3 separate regions of the Macaca mulatta genome follow, and regions 1 and 3 are each linked to region 2. The links are chromatin contacts, called in public Hi-C maps. All regions are on one chromosome and are shown on one strand. The core of a region is the stretch at or near the end of the contact, and the rest is flanking DNA. Distances in the headings are between cores, read along the strand shown.

Region 1 (4,534 bases), core at 1,671-4,170, 220 kb after region 2:
GCATGCTGAGCTGGGGTTGGGAGCCTGAGAGCCTCCGTCAACAACTCCCTCTCCAGGGTGGCGACCAGCCTGGGCCACAGGCCCGCCACTGTGCCGCCAGGGCACTGTCACATGAGCACTGCACACTGTGACACAGCTCAGCACTGTTGCTCCACCAGGGCACTCCGACAGGGGCACTGCACCCTATGACATGGCTCAGCACTGTGACTCACTTTGCTACCAGGGCTGGCCACTGAGAAATGGGTCTCAATGGCACCCGGGTGGGTCCCCAGGGACACACAAAGACTGGAAAAATGGGCTCCCTAGGCCGGGCGCGGTGGCTCACGCCTGTAATCCCAGCACTTTGGGAGGCCGAGGCGGGCGGATCACAAGGTCAGGAGATCGAGACGACGGTGAAACCCCGTCTCTACTAAAAATACAAAAAATTAGCCGGGCGCGGTGGCGGGCGCCTGTAGTCCCAGCTACTCAGGAGGCTGAGGCTGGAGAATAGCGTAAACCCAGGAGGCGGAGCTTGCAGTGAGCTGAGATCGCGCCACTGCACTCCAGCCTGGGCGACAGAGCGAGACTCCGTCTCAAAAAAAAAAAGAAAAATGGGCTCCCTGCTGGGAGCTGACGCCTCGTCTCCCTCGGAGCAGCACCTCCTGCACTTCCCTGAGGCAGCCTCACCCGGGCCAGCTCCAGGAGCTTCTCACACTGCTGGGCAGCCCCCTGGCCACTGTCCCCCGGACTTGGTGTGTGTGGCTGCCCTCAGTCCTGAGGACCAGTGGGGGCTTCTACCTGCAAGTGTGGTGAGGCCAAAGTAGGCCACATCTGAGAGCAGCTCAACCTCCTTCCTCCACTCCAGCCACTTCCTCGCACCTGAGAGGAGAAACAGCATTAGTCTGGGGCAGCTGGTGGGCATGCCCTGAGCATGAGGGACCACAGTCCTCCCCGGAGTTGTCTAGGCCCAGATCCAGTCCCATCCCCCAACTCCCTCTCTGATTCTGTCTCCAGAGGCACCACCTTGTCTCCACCTTGACCTGCCTTAGCGTGAGCTGCAGACAGTCTGCTAAGAACCTCCCACTTGCGCCCATCTCTCGCTCTGGGATTCCCCTGAGCAACCATTCTAGGGCCTATGAGGGCAACATGGAAAGACGGTCTGGGGTAGTAAGAGTACAGGCCAGAGGCCAACTGTCTAGCATCAAACAGCAGCTCTCCAACTTCCTGGCTGTGAGATCTTTCTGGAATCTCAATTTGCTCATCTATCAGAAGAGTAACAGTAAGTCCTACCTATAGGGATGTTTGAAGATTCAATGAGTTAATATTTGTAAAACACTGGGAACAGTGTCTGGCACAGGGCTAAGTGCCCAGTGTATTGTAAAATAAATATGGACACACACAAAAAATTCTTGTCACTCTCCTATTCAGAATCTGCCAATGGCTGCCCACCTGATACCCATGGCCCCTCCTGGCAGGGAGCCTGGCTGTCCTCTGATATTTACCCACGCTCTTCCTGTCCCACAGCACTGTTCCTGCTGCCATGACACCCCTGCCACTGGGCTCTAGTGCCACTGCTCCATGAAACGTTCTGCTGGGAGTTGATGCCTTTAACAACTGCCTGCCCCACCCCCAAAGACTTGATGGCGTTGCTTTTTTTTTGTTCTGTCCCCCAGGGTGGAGTGCAGTGGCATGATCTTGGCTCACTGCAACCTCCGCCTCCCGTGTTCAAGTGATTCTGTCTCAGCCTCCTGAGTAGCTGGAATCACAGGCACATGCCACCATGCCCACTAATTTTTGTATTTTTAGTAGAGACGGGATTTCACCATGTTGCCCAGACTGGTCTCGAACTCCTGACCTCAAGTGATCCGTCTGCCTGGGCCTCCCAAAGTGCTGGGATTACAGGCCTAAGCCACCCCACCCGGCCTCTTTTTTTTTTTTTCTTCGTGTTTTAATCGGTGATGGGGTCTGGTCCCATCACCCAGGTTGGAGTGCAGTGGCACAATCATGGCTCACTGCAGCCTCATCCCTTGGGCTCAGGCGATTCTCTTGCCTCAGCCTCCTGAGGAGCTGGAATTACAGACACCACTATCACGCCCGGCTAATTTTCAGATTTTTTATAGAGACGGAGTGTTGCCTTGTTGCCCAGGCTGGTCTCAAACTCCTGGGCTCAAGCGATCCTCCCGCCTCCGCCTCCCAAACTGCTAGGATGACAGGCGCTGCTTCATTGAGTACACTGGCTTCTGTACTCAGCTCACGGCCTGGTGAGGCAGGTAGGGCCTGGCTGAGCCTACCCTGGGGTCAGAAGGGCGAGGGGCCTGGGCGGCTGGTCAAGCCTAGGAAAGGCCGGGGTCAGTGTGAACGGGACCGAGGTACGAGGCGTTCGCGCCGCGGGCGCGCAGACCCCTCTGCTCACAGGGGAGGAGCGGAGGGAGGCCTGAAGCGCTTGCCAAAGCCGCACACCTGGAGGGGACAGAGCCTTCCCCAGCCGCTGGCCACAACTGGACCTGCCCTGACGTGGGGACGGGAAGGGCTGGGGCGGGAAATGGAGGCCCACGCAGCTCCCCTGCGGTGTCTGCGGCCTGTGCCTCTGGGGCCACCTGGCCAGGCAGGGCAGGAGGTGCCCCGCACATCTCTGAATGACCGCAGGGCAGGCGAAGGAGACTGCCGGGTCCCGGCTTGCGGGACGGGCCCAGGCGACGGTGACCACACACGGTAGACACCCCGCCTCCATGAGGGGCAACGCCCCCTAGGCCGCTTGCGAGGACATCCGGCCGCGCCCGGCCCTCACCCGCCAGGCTGTGCAGGGCGCCACCCGCCGCGCTCCGCAGCCCACCGCGGTAGTACTCGTCCTTCTGCGCCGCGCGGATCACCTCCGGGGGGCTGGCGGCGGCCGGGGCCATGGCCGCGAGTTCAGGTGGTCCCGAGAAGCCACGCTAGCCACGCCCACAGCCACGCGGGCGAGACCTGATGACAGCACGACGTGGCTCGGCGTACGGCGCAGACCTTCTGCGTCACGGTGCGGGGGCGGGGCCGGACCGGGGCTGGAGGTGGGGCCAGGGCCTGGGCGGAAGTGGGGCTGGAGTCCGAACCAGCGCGGCGCGGAGCGGGGCAGCACGGGGAGTCGGAGGCGCAGAACGGGGCGGAGCGCAGGAGCCGGCGTGGGGGCGGGGCGCGCGGGCGACAGGCGCTGGCGAGGCCGCGGGGTGCGGCGCCCCCAGGGTCCTGCGTTGCCTCGGGCCCCCGCCGTGCTCCCTGCACGTCCACGGGCCGCCCTCCCACTGGGGACAGCGCTGCGGGGTGGAGACGCTGCGGGCCCATTTGCGGCTGGGGAGACGGAGGCCTGCGCTTGGCTATCCGGGAAGCCGAGCTCCCAGCGCCCCCGCGGCTGTCCCGCCCTCTCGCCCTCTGAGCTGCGCGGGCTCTCAGCACCGGTTGGCTTGTTCCGGGGCGCCGGTGGGTTTGGGGGCCAGAGGGGCACGAGGCGAGACCCGGGACCTTCCAGGTACCGAGCAGCCGGCTTCCCCAGTAATCCCGCGCGAAAAGCACATGGCCGGCTTGGTGTGGACTCCCCACTGGTGCCCATGGGAGGCAGGGCCTGGCGGGTGGGGGGCAACCGGGAGGCCGCCGCGTGGTTCCAGGACGGGCGGAAGGTGGCCCTCCACCCTCCACCCTGCTTGGCCTGAACCCCGCTGGTGCTCTGGGGAACCACATCGCAGGCGCCCCGACCCCTCTGCTCACAGGGCAGGAGCGGAGGGAGGCCTGAAGCACTGGCCAAGGCTGCACACCTGGAGGGGACAGAGCCTTCCCCAACCTCTGGCCACAGCTGGACCTGCCCTGAACTGGGGATGGGAAGGGCTGGGGCGGGAACTGGAGGCCCACGCAGGTCCCCCGCGGTGTCTGCGGCCTGTGCTTCTGGGGCCACCTGGCCAGGCAGAGCAGGAGGTGCCCTGCATGTCTCTGAATGGCCGCAGGGCAGGCGAAGGAGAAGGCGCTGTCTTTTTGGCCCCAAAGGCAGCACTTGGCCCTGGAGAGTCCTGCAGGATTGCAGGAGGAAGGCAGGGCACCGACAAGGGGGCGTCTGCGCCCCGCTGACCTCAGTGGGGAGGGCGTGGGGTTCCTTGCCTCACCTGCATCTACAGGGGCTCAGCTGTGGGATCATACCCAGACTGGCACAGCCCAGTCACAAAGCCAGAGCCCCACCCTGCGGGAATGGCCGCTCTTACAGGAAAGGGCATGGCCTGGGTGGCCCCGCAGGCCCTCTGGCTACTGAACCTACCCCCACCTGCACCCCTTTGGCGTTCTCACCCCGCGGGTGCACACGTGTCTCCTGGACACAGAGGCTGCCCTCTGGTTGGGTTGGGCACCTTGAGCTGAACCCCTCATCCGTGGACCAGGCAGCCCGGCATCGCCCACATGGAACCGCTGAGGTGATCGTGTGTTCTGGTCAATGCTTAGATAACAGTTTGAGACGAAGCTCCCCTTCCTGGCCCAGAACTGCTCTGGCCCCTGGGTTCACAGCTCCAAGTCTGATTCTGAGGAGGAGGCTTTGGCTCCT
Region 2 (4,646 bases), core at 1,417-3,916:
CCATGTGTGACGTGGAGGTGGGGTGCTGGGGGTGCCGTGGGGCTCACCCCAACCTCAGGCCCTGCAGGGCTTGCTTCCATAAAGTGCCCCGTTTTGGAGGAGCCTGTTTCCAGGGCACTTCTTCTCTCTGGATGAGCACTGGCTCGCCTGAAGAACTGCCTGTACAGGTTTTCTGCTGCGGGTTTTGATAACTAATTCAGTCGTTTTGTGCTTTTCTTTTTTTTTTTTTGAGATGGAGTCTCGCTGTGTCGCCCAGGCTGGAGTGCAGTGGCGCGATCTCCGCTCACTGCAAGCTCCACCTCCCGGGTTCACGCCATTCTCCTGCCTCAGCCTCCCAAGTAGCTGGGCTCATTTTTTGTATTTTTTAGTAGAGACGGGGTTTCACCGTGTTAGCCAGGATGGTCTTGATCTCCTGACCTCGCGATCCACCCGTCTCGGCCTCCCAAAGTGCTGGGATTACAGGTTGAGCCACCGCGCCTGGCCTTTTTTTTTTTTTTTTTTTTTTTGAGACGGAGTCTCACTCTGTCACCCAGGCTAGAGTGCAGTGGCGCAATCTCGGCTCACTGCAACCTCCGCCTCCCGGGTTCAAGCGATTCTCCTAACCTCCCAAGTAGCTGGGACTACAGGCACCCACCACCACGCCTGGCTAAATTTTTATATTTTTAGTAGAGATGGGGTTTCACCATATTGACCTCAAACTCCTGGTCTCAAACTCCTGACCTCGTGATCTGCCCGCCTCAGCCTCCCAAAGAGCTAGGATTACAGGCTTGAGCCACCACGCCTGGCCTTTTTTTTTTTTTGTTGTTGTTGTTGGCTGCTAACTTTGGACTCCGGTCCCTTCACATTCCCGAGCTGTTTTGGCTTCTAGAAGACCAGGGGCATTAGGCATGACTGAAGGACCCGGTCTCCTGGCCACGTGAGATCTGAAACCTGCCGCCCATTAACTCAACCAAAAGTTAGGAACCAGCATCATTCACACGGCGCCGGCCCCAGGTGCCTGCTCAGGAGGCCAAGGGCCCGGAGGTCACCAGACACGAGCCCAGGCACTGGGCAGTTTGGGCTATCTTCTTAGTAAAACTGGGTTCCATTCCCCTTTACTTAAAAATATATATGTAAGTATACAGTGGGCTTCAAAATAAGAAAAAGCATCTCCAGACAAAAAAGATGATCTTCATTTTTAAAACCCATGACCCACTCTGGGGAAGGTGTTCCCGTGCTCTGGGCCTGGGGACGCCGGTGCCACCAGCTTCCAAGATGGCCAGGTGGACCCGGGGCCAGTGCTCCCCAGCCTTCCTTCTGCGCTGTCTGTGGGCCCCCAGCCTGCCCTGCCCCCAGAGCACGGAAAGCAGGGGGACCCCAGACCCGTGACAGCCAGCCACCCGGACATGCCAGGCCACAGCACTGGACCACGTTTCCACGTGTGAAACAGGGCTTTAAAAGCCAGCGCTGAGCTCGGCCACCTCTTGACCTTCTGAACGGCTGTGGTTTCCAAACACGGATGGAAAACCGGGCGGGGCACAGGGTGGCCCACTCACCTGGGGCCGAACTCTTTCTGGCACATGGGGCAGCTGCGCAGGGCGGTACCCTCCACGGACGGCTGCTGCTCCACTCTGGGGGCCCTGCAGGGATCAGGTGCCGGGCGCTGGGGCAGGGACCTGGCGGGGGACTCCAGGTGCCCTCCTGCCCCGCGAAGCAGCCGGTAGGAGCGGCCCGGGCTCCACAGGTCTGGTGGAAAGGGCGTCCAGGAAAAGGTCTTGGGTCCGACAGTGAAGGCTTCAGTGGGCTCCGGGCCGCACCTGGGCTCCTGCAACATGGAGTTGTTGGGCCTCGCCCAGCGGCGGCTCTCGCCCTGGAAACCCCTCCCCCGCTGCGATGGGCCCGGTGGGCACACCTGTCCAGGGAAGGCGGGCAGTGGAGGCACCTCGTGGTCCAGGGTGAGCTCTGGGCTCACCGTGCGCAGCAGCTCGGCCCAGAGCCGCTCCCGCTCATCACCCCCCAGGAGAAACCAGGGGCGGCCGCCAGAAGGCCTGGGGCGGACAGAAAAAGGAGACGGGGTACTCAGCCGGGGAAACGCTATGGTGGGGGGACCTGGGAGGGCCTGCAGCAGACACAGCGGGGAGATGGGGGGTACCAGAGGGAAATTCGATGGTGGGGGAGGTGGGGGGCAGGGTTGGGGGAAGGGCTGCTGGGGCAGTGAGGAGACAAGGGGTACTGGGGGCGGGGGTGTGGGTGAAAATATGGGGTCCTCAGCGGGATGAGGCGATGGCTGGGGAGATTGCGGAGGGCCCGGGGAAGATAGAGTGGGCAGATGTGGGGTGCTCAGGGGAGACGCGATGATGGGAGAGGCGCGGGAGGGCCTGGGGCGGCGCGAGGGAAGCTCAGGGGAAGCTCGGCATGGGGTGGGGGGCTCAAGGCGGGCGCTGAATGGCGGTGCGGGGTGGGGCGACGGGCGTGGGGGGTAGGCCCGGGGGCGGGAAGCCCTCCCCAGGGGGAGAAGAGAGCGGGAGGCCCGCGGGGGCGCCGGGAAGCACGTGGCAGCGGGAAAACCGGCCGCGCCCCCGCCCGGCCCTCGGCCTCACCCGCCCGCTGGGGGCGGCCTCCGGCGGCTCAGCCCCAGCCGCGGCCTCCGCGCCGCTTCCATCCGAGCCCGCGCGCCGGGCGGAAGTGAGCGCAGGCCCCGCCCCCGCCCCAGGCCCCGCCCCCAGACCGCTGCAGTGAGGCCGCCCCCTCCGAGCCAGTCGGAACCCCAGGGGCCCTGATCCCAGCCTGTGGGGAAACTGAGGCCAGGGTTCCTTCGTCCTGCACCGCAGAGGGGGGCCTGGCGTGAGGGTGGGGGCCCAGGCGTGTGCGGCGGGAGGTCAGCTGGGGGAGCCCCGCCCGTGTCCCCTTTCCGGTCCAGGCAGCCCCGGGCCGGAGCCCCCTCCGTTACCCCGATGGCTGCCCGCCCCGCCCCGGCCCTGCCTCCTCCTGGCTGCACCCAACAGCTCCCGCCCCCGTTTCCGGCTCTGCGGAGCCGCCTCTCCTCCCAGGACCACTCCAGGAGTAAATAAAGCTTGAAATCCGCCGTCGCCGCCACCGTTTCTTTACAAAAGGCGTAGAACTCAAGCTCCTTAACCAAGAAACAAGAAGCGAAGTGACAAAGTCCAGGTGGCTCACTTGGGCCTCAGGGGCCTGGGCCAGGGCTCTGGGGGCAGCTGAGGGGCTTTCCTGCCTGGACCCTGGGCTCTGCGACCTCAAAGTCCGCCACGTGGTGGCAGCAGACGCCCAGGCACCCTCGTGCCACACCTGGTTGTGCCCAGTGCCTCATGGGCCCAGACCACTTGCCTCTCCCTCGGCCCTGCTGGGCTCTGGAGTGGCTGCCACCCTCATGGAAGGGCTGGGGTCTACAGGGATCAGGATCAGGGGCCCTCGCTAGATGCCACTCAGGGCTCTGGGACTCCTTGGCAGTTTCAGCCCTGCCCTGCCCCATCAGCTTTGGGGCCATGCTGGGCAACCCTCCTGCAGGGCTCCCTCGCTGTTCCCACCCCTCACCTGGCCCCTCCCAGCCCCCAGTCGTCTGTGCCCTCCCTCCAGAACTCAGCTGTGGGGCCCCGCCCTGAACCCAGGCCACCGGAGTGGTCCACCGTCCTTCAAGTGGCCCTGGCCTGGAGGCCATGGGTTGGTGTTCAGGGAAGGGGTCAGCAGCAGCACCTAGAGTGGGGAGGTGCCCCTCTCCCTGCATGAGTGGTTTTCTTCAGCACACGTTCCTGTTCTAGATGCTGGAGGCCCCCAGCAAAACAAGACGGAGGCACTAACCCCCAGGCCCTGCGACTTGAGTGAGCAAATGGAGATGTAGTGCTGAGTGCTGCCCGGGTGTGGGGAGGGGACCTGGGGGAGCTGCTGCAGGCAGTGTGGTCTCAGGGGCCTTGTGGGAGGTGTCCTGTGGCTAGGCCCGTTCTCAGGGGAGAGAAGCCCAGCCGTGGGGTCTCCACAGCCCCACGTCCACCACATGGCAGGTGCCAGCTGACCAAGAGCTCCCAAACAGCCAGTGTCCAGGGCTCCCCGGCAGTCCTGGCTGCCCTGGCTTCAGCTCCGAGCTTCTGGGTCTTTCCTGGAAGTATAGTCCCAGCCTCCCAAGAAAGGAGGAAAAGCCAGGCCCAGTGGTTCATGCCTGTAATCCTAGGACTTGGAGAGGCCCAAGCAGGCAGATTGCTTGAGCCCAGGAGTTTGAGACCAGCCTGGGCAACATGGCAAGACCTTGTCTCTATAAATAAAAAAATTAGCTGGGCATGGTGGCATGTGCCTGTGGTCCCACCTACTTGGGGGGCTAAGGTGGGAGGATCACCTGAGCCCAGGGAGGTGGAGGCTGCAGTGAGCCAAGATCATGCCACTGCAGACCCCATCTCAAAAAAAAAAAAAAAAAAAAAAAAGCCAGGTGTGGTGGCTCAAGCCTGCAATCCCAGCACTGTGGGAGGCCAAGGCGGGAGGATCACTGGAGGGCCAGGAGTTCGAGACCAGCCTGGCCAACATGGAGAAACCCCATCTCTACTAAAAATACAAAAAGTAGCCTGGCGTGGTGGCGCAGGCCTGTAATCCCAGCTACTTGGGTGGCTGAGGCATGAAAATCACTTGAGCCTAGGAGGCAAAGGTTGTGGTGAGCCAAGATC
Region 3 (4,218 bases), core at 1,281-3,780, 200 kb after region 2:
GTAGCTGGAGGTTGCAGTGAACCGAGATGGCACCACTGCACTCCAGCCTGGGCAACAAGAGCAAAACTCTGTCTCAAAAAACAAAAACAAAAACAAAAAAGAAAAGAAACGAAAACTGGCAGAGGGCAGATACAAAACTGTGTGAGAGGAGCACAGTGGTGGGAAGGTCCACACCATGGAAGGTTCATGGCATTTGCCTGGGGTTGAGGGGGTACAGGTGTTATTGACTTTATACTTGGTTTCTTTGTGTTTTGTTTTGTTTTGAGATGGAGTCTCACTCTGTGACCCAGGCTGGAGTGCAGTGGCGCAACCTCAGCTCACTGCAACGCCTGCCTCCTGTGTTCAAGGGATTCTCCTGGCTCAGCCTGCCAAGTAGCTGGGATTAGAGGTGTGCATTACCATATCCAGCTAGTGTATTTTTAGTAGGGTCGGGGTTTCAGCCTGCTGGTCAGGCTGTTCTGCAACTCCTGACCTCAAGTGATCCACCCATCTTGGCCTCCCAAAGTACTGGGATTACAGGTGTGAGCCACTGCGCTTGGCCTGACTTTACACTTTCTTCTATTACTTGGACTTACTACAAGAGTAGGTTCTCCTTATAATCAGAAATAAACCATAAAGCCAGTTTTCACTCTGGAAAAGACAAATTAACTCAACCTCTAGGGAGAATTTCTAAGTCGCAGCTTCCTTTGCTAAAGATGGCCCTCCAGGGGGGTCTCCCAGGCCTCTGTTTCCCCGTCCATCCGGCCTTACCCCCAGCAGCCAGGGAAGCACCAGGGTACAGTGGGCTCGAAAGCTACAGGAAATGCCACTTGCCCACCCAGCCTCCCGGGGAGAAACCAGCTTCATCAGCCGTGGGGTGGCAGCTGCAAGAAGAAACCACAGAGGCCTCTCACCGTGCTTCCTCCCTCCTTTCCATTCTCCTTCATATCGAAAGAAAGAATTTGGGTATACGTAGACACCATAACCTGAATATTGAGAAGACACACACAGGTGAGCACAGACACTGAGATGAGGGATGGTCTCCAGTGTTGAAGGAGGGAGTCCAGCTCCCTCGAGGACTTCAAGGGGTTGGTACACATCACCTTCAGCGGCCCAGAGGCGGCCTGTGGGGCTCATGAGCTCTCCTGTCGGCTGTTGGGCCGTCCATTTGCTCATTTGTTTATGTGACAAGGACGAGGACCTACTTGGTGCAGAGAAGACAGGCCCAGTGAGAGGAGGGCTGGGTTGAAACAAGAGCAGGTCCTTGAGACAGTAGAGGTGCTCGGGAGGTGGTGAGGGACAGGTTGGGAGCCTTGTTGCGGGAGATGAGTGAGCCAGGGGAAGGCAGAGCCGGCAGCATCAGTGAGGCACACAGGGGAGGAGCAGACCCTCCCATCCCCTGCTGTGACCCTTCAGTGGTCTCCTATCCCTGGGGACAAAATCCACACTCAAACCTAAGGAGGGCCTGGCCGGCTTTAACTCTTCCCAGTTGCTGGGTGGGCCACCCGCCAACTCCTGCAGTTCCTGGAATGGGTAGGGCTCCCTCCCCACCAGCTCCTCCTCGGGCACATCTTGGGGGCAGGGTTTATGGGAAAATGTCGGGGAGGAGGGCAGGGGGTTACCACAGGCTACTGTATCTGCCCCAAATCTTCTACCTGAAGATACTAGTGTGAGCTCTGAGTTCATTCCAGACCCGTTTATTTGATTCTAGAAACAGTTCCTATCAAGAGCGGCTTTTTTTTTTTTTTTTCTTTTTTTGAGACGGAGTCTTGCTCTGTCGCCCAGGCTGGGATGCAGTGGCGCGATCTCGGCTCACTGCAACCTCCGCTTCCTGGGTTCAAGGGATTCTCCTGCCTCAGCCTCCTGAGTAGCTGGAACTACAGGCGGCACCACGCTCGGCTAATTTTTGTATTTTTTTAGTAGAGACGGGGTTTCGCCATGTTGGCCAGACTGGTCTCGAACTCCTGACTTCAGGTGATCCGCCCGCCTCGGCCTCCCAAAGTGCTGGGAGTGACAGGCAAAATCTGCTTTTGAAACGCGACCTAGCGTTTCTGGACAGCACCGGCCAGGAAGTCAGGAGGCTTCGTGCTGCTCCTGCGCCTGCCCTGGCCCCACATCCCCGGCTTCGGGATCCCCAAGGCAACCCCAGGTCCGGCTGGCTGTGAGGCTGCGGCCGGAATCCGATCTTCCCTGCTGGGAGCAAGCCGGGGGCGACCCCCTGCAGGCCTGGGCCTGCTGCGGCAGGAGGGCTCGGGGAAGGGTGCGAGCCGGGCCCGGGGAGGCGCACGGCGAGTCCTGTGGGAGTGGGGGACGCGGAGGCGGCCCCGGCTCCGCCGCGGCACCTGGACCTCCACTTTCCGAGGTGAGCATTTGGGGGTTGAGGGCGTAGAGCGATCGCACCCCGAACGGGGCCCAGGGCAGCCGGCGACCTGCCCCGTGGCCCGCAGTCATTACCGTCCCGGGGCGGCCTCCTCGGCGGGTCCCGGCGCGGCCCACGGGAGCTCGGGGTGCCCTCGCCAACCGCCGCCATCTTGCCGCCGGGGGTTTCCTTAGCGACCAGCAACGCCCGCTTCCATTGGTCTTTGTCGCAAGGGGGTGTGGCCACGGGCCTAGTCCCTGAGCCCGCGCAATCTCTGGAGCGAAGCTAGCCGGACCCGGAGCCAGAGGACGCAGCTGCGCCTGTGCGCGTTTCCGCCGCTGTCGTGTCTTCCGCGGAGAGGCCCGCCCGCCAACGGCCTGCGCGTCTGCGCCGGAAGCGGAAATGGTTGGAGCCCTCGACCCCGCCCTCGCGCCATCTTGGGGGCCCTGGAGGCGGTGCCGCGGAGGACGGAGCGGAAGTGCTCGCTGCAGTTTCTCGGAGCCAGAGCGCAGCCCCGGCGGCCGCCCCTGCCCCGCCGTCCTCCTTCCCGCGGCCGTGAGGGAGACCGCGGCTCGGCCGTAGCGGAGCTGCGAGGTGCCAGGAAGGGCTGCGTGGCGCGGGAACGGCCGGGCAGCGCCGCCTCCGCTGCTTCCGGGCTGTCAAGGCCGCGGGCGGGCGGGGCCGCGCTGAGGGCCGGGCGGGGAGGGACGTCGGGGCCTGGGTGGCCGCTGGGACCGTGTTCCCGACCCGCGGCCCTGAGGGGTACGGGTCGCGCCTCGGGGCCGGGCCCGGGACGAGGGGCTGGGGGGTGCAGGCCGAGCCCTGGGGCCTGCGAGGGGCAGGTGAGCGGGAGAGGGGCCGGGCGGGGGCTGCAGCCCTCCCCACCCGGGCCTCGTCTCGTCCGCTTCCCCTGTTGTGCATTTGGGGGAAGCGGGAAGTCGCCGCCCCCATAGCGCTGCGAGTTGGGCTGGATTCGAGAGGGGATATGCCGTCTCCCCATCCTGCGTCCAGGTCAGCGCTTATCTATAGGATTTAGTGTTAAGCTCTGGGCCGAAGGCGTTACTGACGGGCTCAAGGGAAACTAGTTACATCGGTTTTGATCGTATTCTACATAGGCAATAAAATCATAAATTCTCCAGGCTGACTTAGTACTGGTCTGTGGCCCCGCTGATAAAGGTATCGTTCGTTTCTCTGCCAGGTGTCTTACAGCACAGAGGGCTGCTTTCAGCCTGAGTACCTTCAGTGGGCTTTCGCCCTTTTCCCTTTGTGAAGAGTAGAGGCTGGCCGTTGGTCCTGGAAACACTTTGTTTTTAGTTGGGTTGACATTTCACAGGAAATGCAGTTATCCCGTAAGTGGATAAAGGGTTCTCAGTAATTCAGACTCGCTTGGCTTCTGCCGTATGCCCGAGGTGACGGCGGTTACAGTGTGTCAGAGCCAGGTGGAGATGTACGATGGTCAGGCCCAGAGGAGGGAGGAGCCCAGGCTGGAATGTGGCCTTGGAAAGAAGGAAGAGAAGGGGTCTGGGAGGGCATTTCAGAGAACTGAACAACACTAGAGGCATGAAGCTTTGTGCACCGCTGCTAGGGCTTTCCTAGTTCCGGAGGAATTGGGGAATTGGGGATGGGGTCGTGAAGAGAAAGGTGGTGGGAGCCAGACTGTCAGTGCTCCCGGACCCCAGGCGGAGGACTTCATCCCGGACTGTCAGTGCTCCCGGACCCCAGGCGGAGGACTTCATCCCGGACTGTCAGTGCTCCTGGACGCCAGGCGGAGGACTTCATCCCGGACTGTCAGTGCTCCCGGACCCCAGGCGGAGGACTTCATCCCGGACTGTCAGTGCTCCCGGACCCCAGGCGGAGGACTTCATCCCAGACTTCAGTGC

Evidence for each region. Hi-C and Micro-C count contacts between places; a contact is called where the count stands out from the background.
Region 1: a contact with region 2 is called in a Hi-C map of liver, with 2.9 times the contacts expected there. The contact joins the promoter of PEX10 here to the promoter of FAAP20 in region 2. A contact is called at or near these places in 3 of 14 Hi-C or Micro-C datasets (blood, cortical neurons and liver).
Region 3: a contact with region 2 is called in a Hi-C map of fetal cortex germinal zone, with 6 times the contacts expected there. The contact joins the promoter of MORN1 here to the promoter of FAAP20 in region 2. A contact is called at or near these places in 6 of 14 Hi-C or Micro-C datasets (CD4 T cells, blood, cortical neurons and 3 more).

Annotation. Positions count from the first base shown.
Region 1 is chr1:238,263,120-238,267,653 of T2T-MMU8v2.0, reverse strand. It overlaps PEX10 (peroxisomal biogenesis factor 10), which reads right to left and starts at 2,920. Exons shown (of 6, transcript XM_077979981.1): 1 at 2,768-2,920; 2 at 778-858. The coding sequence starts at 2,879.
Region 2 is chr1:238,487,211-238,491,856 of T2T-MMU8v2.0, reverse strand. FAAP20 (FA core complex associated protein 20) reads right to left here and starts at 2,666. Exons shown (of 5, transcript XR_013409814.1): 1 at 2,580-2,666; 2 at 1,536-1,804.
Region 3 is chr1:238,285,835-238,290,052 of T2T-MMU8v2.0, reverse strand. MORN1 (MORN repeat containing 1) reads right to left here and starts at 2,530. Exons shown (of 13, transcript XM_077979834.1): 1 at 2,434-2,530; 2 at 894-965. The coding sequence starts at 2,509. RER1 (retention in endoplasmic reticulum sorting receptor 1) reads left to right here and starts at 2,847. Exons shown (of 7, transcript NM_001257522.1): 1 at 2,847-2,932.